2 separate regions of the Gasterosteus aculeatus genome follow, and region 1 is linked to region 2. Evidence: chromatin contacts called from public Hi-C data. All regions are on one chromosome and are shown on one strand. The core of a region is the stretch at or near the end of the contact, and the rest is flanking DNA. Distances in the headings are between cores, read along the strand shown. Region 1 overlaps LOC120820489 (phytanoyl-CoA hydroxylase-interacting protein-like). Region 2 holds the start of LOC120820355 (coiled-coil domain-containing protein 6).

What was found. Hi-C and Micro-C count contacts between places; a contact is called where the count stands out from the background.
Region 1: a Hi-C map of skeletal muscle shows a contact between it and region 2, with 6 times the contacts expected there. The contact joins the enhancer-like site here to the promoter of LOC120820355 in region 2. A contact is called at or near these places in 3 of 6 Hi-C or Micro-C datasets (skeletal muscle and whole body).

What each region holds. Positions count from the first base shown.
Region 1 is chr6:14,947,348-14,950,552 of fGasAcu3.hap1.1, reverse strand. LOC120820489 (phytanoyl-CoA hydroxylase-interacting protein-like) reads left to right here. Exons shown (of 5, transcript XM_040178316.2): 5 at 1,834-3,205. The coding sequence ends at 2,377. Among protein-coding and RNA genes, the nearest start is that of LOC120820489, 11 kb to the left of the region's middle. Within about 2 kb of position 1,297, at least 6 of the 9 cell types and tissues checked have open chromatin away from gene starts, as enhancers often do.
Region 2 is chr6:14,911,325-14,914,729 of fGasAcu3.hap1.1, reverse strand. It overlaps LOC120820355 (coiled-coil domain-containing protein 6), which reads right to left and starts at 1,578. Exons shown (of 9, transcript XM_040177978.2): 1 at 938-1,578. The coding sequence starts at 1,192. LOC120820651 (ankyrin-3) reads right to left here. Exons shown (of 45, transcript XM_078104746.1): 45 at 2,066-3,405.

The DNA.
Region 1 (3,205 bases), core at 48-2,547, 36 kb before region 2:
GCCGCCCGCATCCAGTTCAAAACACTGGTGCTCACGTACCATGCTGTGAATGGATCGGGTCCAGCTTACATCCAGGACATGGTCAAACCCTACATCCCAACCCGCACTCTCCGCTCTGCATCTGCAAAACTACTCGTCCCTCCCTCACTGAGAGCAAAACACTCGACTAGGTCTCGACTCTTCGCTGTCCTTGCGCCGAAATGGTGGAACGCGCTCTCTGAAGACATCAGGACCGCAGAGAGCCTTCACATCTTCCGCCGCAAACTAAAGACACACCTCTTCAGACTCTACCTCGACTAAAGACTAACAAATTGCAGCACTTAAATTGTACTTGTGACGTCACTCATCTATAGCAAATTGTAAATTCGCTTATTTGAGGAAATTGCACTTTCTTGTTTCTTGTTCTCCTGAGTTTGTACCCTATGGTTGAATGCACTTATTGTACGTCGCTTTGGATAAAAGCGTCAGCTAAATGACATGTAATGTAATGTAATGTAATGTAAAAAAACATTTAAAAATTCTCATTCTGAATAGCTTTCTTGCACACACATTTCTAATTAAATTATATTCACCTTTTCATTTAAAAAAAAAAAAAGCAGTTATTTCAGACCAATAACTCTTGTCTTTTCCCCTCGTTGGCATCTGGTGACCTTACTCACGTTACAACTGGTGCTTTATGACATAAATGTGACCTTTTAGCCAAGGTTGTGCTGCATTCATTGTTAATATAGTGCTGTAAAGGAATTCTGTGACGGATAGATGCGACGCGGCTCCTGGGCCTCCGAGGACGTCGCAATAGTAAATAATTGATAGTGAGAAAGCTGCAGTACACCGCATCCATCCGCAGACTCTAAACAACATTTTCATATCCCACTGCAGCTTCTATAACAACATGATGACGATGTCATTTCGGGTTAATGTATTTTGGTTTTGAGCTACATACTTGTTGCCAAGTACAAAGCATCGACTAATTCCTTTGATCCAGTCGTGTAAGAGGAGCTACTAAAAAAACGACTTAATAAAATACGATGCTATTTTTATACTGTGACATTTTTGGGGATATTTCCTTGACATAAAATACGGTGACATTCTTTAAAAACGGCATACTGCATCACGGCATATTTTGCAACCTACTTGCTCCTGTAACAGCGAGGCCTTTTCTCTTGGCCTGACGAAGCACATTGTGTCTGTACCAAAGCCACAGCTTGTGAGCAATCCGGCTGGAGCTTTACAACATGACGTCATCTGGAAAGACTTCCTTCCTTTTGCCCAGTCGCATCTGTTGTACTTTAATTCCCGCGCTTCGGTTGAACTGCACCATCGCGTGGGGGAAAGCGGTACTGACGTTCAGTTGATGAGGCCTCGGACTAATTCCATCATGCTCACAACAAAGCATCGGTTGAGGGTATAATGACAACCTCTGGAGTGGTAGCAGTGTAATTACAGTTCATAATTGGAGCTTTGGAGCTCCAGATTGACTCAGCGATTCTGTGGCAGCTGCGTATTTCTTTTCCAGTCATCGCTTGCAATGTTGAATGTATGAATTGGTTTCCAGAAAATGTTTTCCTCTTTTTGAAAAGCAGGACTAAGTAAATGTAATCATAGTTCTAAAATAATATATTTTCCATTCAGTGCACTCTTGTTTATTGTCACAACCTACATTTCGAGGTCGTTTCTAATACACTAAATGATATCTTTAAAGAGGGGATGCCTCGGCCTTCTGGCATCTCAAAAATTGCTTTCATTGGCCAAGGGGTGGGGGGCGGAAACATCTTTTTGCTGATTGCGTGCTATACTTGTTCACTGCCAACTTCGTTACTCCCCAAACTCCAGGGAGGCGCAGGACAACCGGATGCTGCAGTCGGTGAAAGACAACAGCGGCAGCCACGGGTCGCCCATCAGTGGCAAGCTGGAGGGCCTTTTCTTCAGCTGCAACACCGAGTTCAACACAGGCAAGCCTCCGCAAGACTCCCCGTACGGCCGCCACCGCTTCGAGGTCAAGGCCGAGACGCTCTTCAACACCGACACCAACCTTTACTTCGGAGACTTCTACTGCATGTACACGGCCTACCACTTTGTCATTCTGGTCCTGGCGCCGAAAGGCTCCGCGGGAGACGACTTCTGTAAGCAGAGGCTGCCCGCGCTGGACATCGCCGACAACCGCTTCCTCACCTGCAAGCAGGGGGAGGCGGGCGACGGCGGCCTGGTGTTCCACCACGCCCAGGACGTCATCCTGGAGGTGATCTACACGGAGCCCGTGGACTTGGCGTCGGGCACGGTGGCCGAGATCAGCGGGCACCAGCTGATGAGCATGTCCACGGTGAACGCCAAGAAGGACCCCAGCTGCAAGACCTGCAACATCAGCGTGGGACGCTAAGGAAAGGTGCATTTTAGGACGAGGGGGGGGCGGGTGGAGTAGCATTGACCGACCTCTAAACACAGACACACACACACACAGTAAGTCCACATGTACTCATGAAGCAGACCGAAACATGCATGAAGCAGCAGATTTGAAAGGCTCCCAGATGTGTCCTCTGAAGAGACATCCATTCCCAAAGAAGAGAGGACACGCTCGGACACCTGCTGCTTCGTCTCCGCATCTAAAAAGGGTTCCCCTCAATGTAAAAGAAGAGAAAAGAAAAAAGAAATACCTAAAGATTTCCCACGTGAGGGACCACCAAGAACACAGACCCTTCCCCTCGGCACCGACTAAACCCTTTAACTTTATTAACAAACATGGGCTGCTTCTGTTCAATTTCCTGTTTCTCTTTAAACTCTTGTCCTATCTTTTATTAATGACCTTTGCTGTGTTATTATTGATATGCTGATGATTGAGTGTCTGCAGTTTCTTTGCAGACGAGCATTTAGTGGTTTCCGAGTTACTTTAGCTGTCGTTTCCGAAATGTTTTCAGAGCTTTTCTCCTCCTAGTGGACCGGTACTACAGTGTTCTAGAGCTGCAGCATCCTTGGTCATCTTTTGTTGTACCAAAGGTATTAAAAACCAGACACGACACCTCTGTAGAATCGTAACAGTACTAATGCAACAGCCTCTAAAAATGTGTATTCACTAAGTATTTGACCACGTGTGAACTAATTAACCTTTAAAAAAAAAAAAAAAAAGCATGATGCGGCAGCATGCGTGTGAAAGCTGTTTGTACCTCAACCACAGCAACCTTTTCTGTAATAGTCGTTATTTTATCGTAGT
Region 2 (3,405 bases), core at 329-2,828:
ATATTCTGAGATCCGGCCCCAACTGCAAACAAAACACACTGCGGTGAAATCTCCCAGCCAAAGAGGAAGCAGGGTTTTCCCCGGTGACTCAACGGGTGTTGCAGTAAACTGACTGACGGGAAAAGCGAACAGCGGAGGAGGGGGGGGGCGGCACTGAGGAAATGTGCGGGACAGCTACAGCGGCTAACGTTAGCATTACAGTGTGATGATACGTGCGTCCTTGTTAGTCTCACAACGGCCCCATGGTACAGACACGGCACACCGCGGCTGACTTCGCCAACATCTGAGCCCGGCAGGGAGCTAGCTCGCTAAGTTTGCCCTAGCTACTGTACTTCCCCATCTATCCAACAGATCAGTTTTATGAAGGCGCGGCTGGTGAGCGGAGCGTGGAGACGTGACGCAGAGGTCCCTGGCAATGCTGCCGCCGGGCTGTTTATTTGCAGCCGGTTACCGTGTCCTCGTCGGGTACAACGTGGTGACGAATGTCATACAGAGAGTTATCAGCTGACCCAGCACCTAACATCCGCATGTTAACTTCCATCGGGAGGCGGGCCACCCTTATTTTACCGCAGTTTTAACCGAAGGCGACCCGTTGAGCTAACGTCAGCGACGCTAAGCAAAACAAAGCGAACTAACGTTAGCTGGCTGTAGCTGCCCAACCCCCTAGCACACGTTAGCCTCCTGGCTGATTTAGCAACATACCAAACTAGCGTTAGCTAATGTTAGCGGAGCTAGCAAAACACCAAAGTGTTTGCAATCAAATGCAGGTAGCATTTTAACGTAACAATTTCACGTGTGAAGACACTAGTTATTAAAACGCCAACCAGCAGCAACAGCCGTAGCCAACTTGCTGAAAAATAACTGCAATAAAATAGCTACAATAACTGGGTAGCATTTAGCTCGCTAGCTGGCTAGATAGCGAGCTAACGTTACTCACAATGGTGACGCTAGCCTTGCGGAGGTCCCGATTCTCCTCCTGCAGGGCTTTGCACTTGAGTTTGAACGTCTCCAGCTCAATTTTAAGAACTTTATTCTCCTGTTGCAAGGAGGCCAGGCGGTTCGTCAGTTCCTCCAGGCGAAACTGCGAAATGACGACGCTCGGTTTCCCCGAGTTTGAAGCGGAGGACGACATCGGGGTGGCCGAGCTGCTGCCCGCTCCGTCGGTGTCGCTCTCGCTCGCGCTGTCGGCCATGGCTGTGCGACAGTGTGCCGTGCGCGGAGGACGACGGCAGCTGCAGCGCTAGCGGGGCGCAGACGGCATAACGGCGCACCGTGTGACCTTGCTCTCGCGTGTCGGCACAGCGCCATCGCCAGGCCGTCTCCGGTACCGAGAAATGCATCCATCCCTCCATCCACCGCCGCACACCAAACTGGACTCTTGAAAAACATGTTCTTTTTTTTTCCTCCTCCAAATACTTCAGATTGCCATCTTGAGCCCGGAGCACATTTTGGAGCTGAACGACGAGATGGTTTAACGAGTATATATACTCCTAAAAAGCATTTGTGATTATTCAAAGAAGCAGAGGTGTGTTCCACCACACAAACAACTGGGCAGTACCGCTAGTTCCTTTACTAACTAAACATCATACGTCATATGCATCAACAATCGATATCGATAAATCGGCATATAAAATGTTAATTAATCATACACGTGAGAGGGACCATTTTGGTGCAACTGCTTTGAAATAGGGTTTGCATTTGATCATTTATTTATTCATTGTGTCTGGATCTCAGGAGTTGTTCCCCCCCCCCCCCCCCCCCCTCTAATCAGGGTTGGTGGTTCAATCCCCCAGACTCCCGCTTGTTAATATGACAAAATGTTCTGTGGCTTTGTAAATGCAGTCCATTAATTACATATTCAACATTAACTAGCATCGTCCTCATGGGGACGTGCTGTTTCCAGGCCCCAACAAGGTGGTTCAAACATAGAAACAAGCAGCCCTGGAGATTGCTTTGCTCAAGGGCACTTTGGTGAGGCAGCATTCTGGATGAAGGGTATATAGTGTCTCAGCACTTCCATAACAACAAAGGTCCAAGGACACAAAGACAAGACAGGAAACGGTTATATTGCGAAATCAATGCATTTTAAATTTTTTTTTTAGGTTTTTTTATTTTTTAAAGACGTCTGAAACATTTGTGGTGGCATCATTGCTGCTATAGCCTCTAAAAGACCTCGAATAACCAAAGTGCTAGAATAGTTACATTTCAATGGCTTCACTCTTGTTAGTAAGAATTGTACATCAAAAAATCTGCTCAGGTGAAAACACATATCAAACAAAATTGACAGTTCAACCATATCAAAGGTCCCTCCCCTCTGATTGATACAGTTGTATAAGGGGATGTGGTACAGCACCCTAGCGGACTTCCTTTACACCCCCCCCACCCCCCAAAAAAAGTCGCATAATTTTCATGTCCACAGCATAGACGTCAGCACACTGAGCCTCTGCACCAGTAGAACACCACACATGAACTACATGGGCATCTAATGAAAACCAATACAGAGAATTCCTAATGTAAAGTAACATTTTGACACTGCAGACTGTCAAGCCTAAAAAGATCACACGGTTTCAGAGTTAAACAATTTATTTAATGCTTAAATCAATTCTTTTGACCATCCAGTGATTTTGTCATACAATATGCTATTCAGAACTACAATCAAATAATGTCTCTATGTGTCCTTAATGTGATTAGGCTTTGAATTAAGGAAATACCCCCAAAAAATAAGAAAATAAAATGCCCTAGTTTTCCTTTAATGCCACAGCAGCCGTTAGAAAACCAAATTGACACACTGCGAAAATGATTACAAAAAGTCTAACAGTGAACAGAGACTCCTACATCTTATAGCCAATACGCACGATACGGTTATAACTTTACAGCGAGCCAGCCTACCAGCAGTACATTCAGATTATTTTGTTCCTGTAGCAGAAGCCGCCCTCCGGTTCCACGTTAACAGACAAGACATCACGCCCTCAACCAGCTATCAAACTCCTTTTCATCCTCATCCCAACATGATACATGTTTCAATGGTTGTTTTTGTTTTTTTGCCATTTCAAAGTATAAAATCGGTGACAAATGTTAGGGCTATATGTGCACACAGATAAAGGGGTTTATTTGTCATTGAATACAGTGTTTGCAAACTTGTAAAAGTTGTACTTAAAATAATGTGAACAGCATGCATGAAAATAGGAGTACTCTGAAAGGCTGCATTTTGTAGGATTAGATCCATTCCCACTTTGGGAATTACTGAAATTTGATTTTTCTGGAAATGTCCTTATTTAAAATCAAACCAGTTCTCTTTGTTACAAACATTATACCTGCTCTAATAGTTAATTATACAAGAACCTGTGAAGTTACACTCAAATCTTTAAAAGTGGAACCGTTTCGATAAGTTTTGAAAGCACTTGA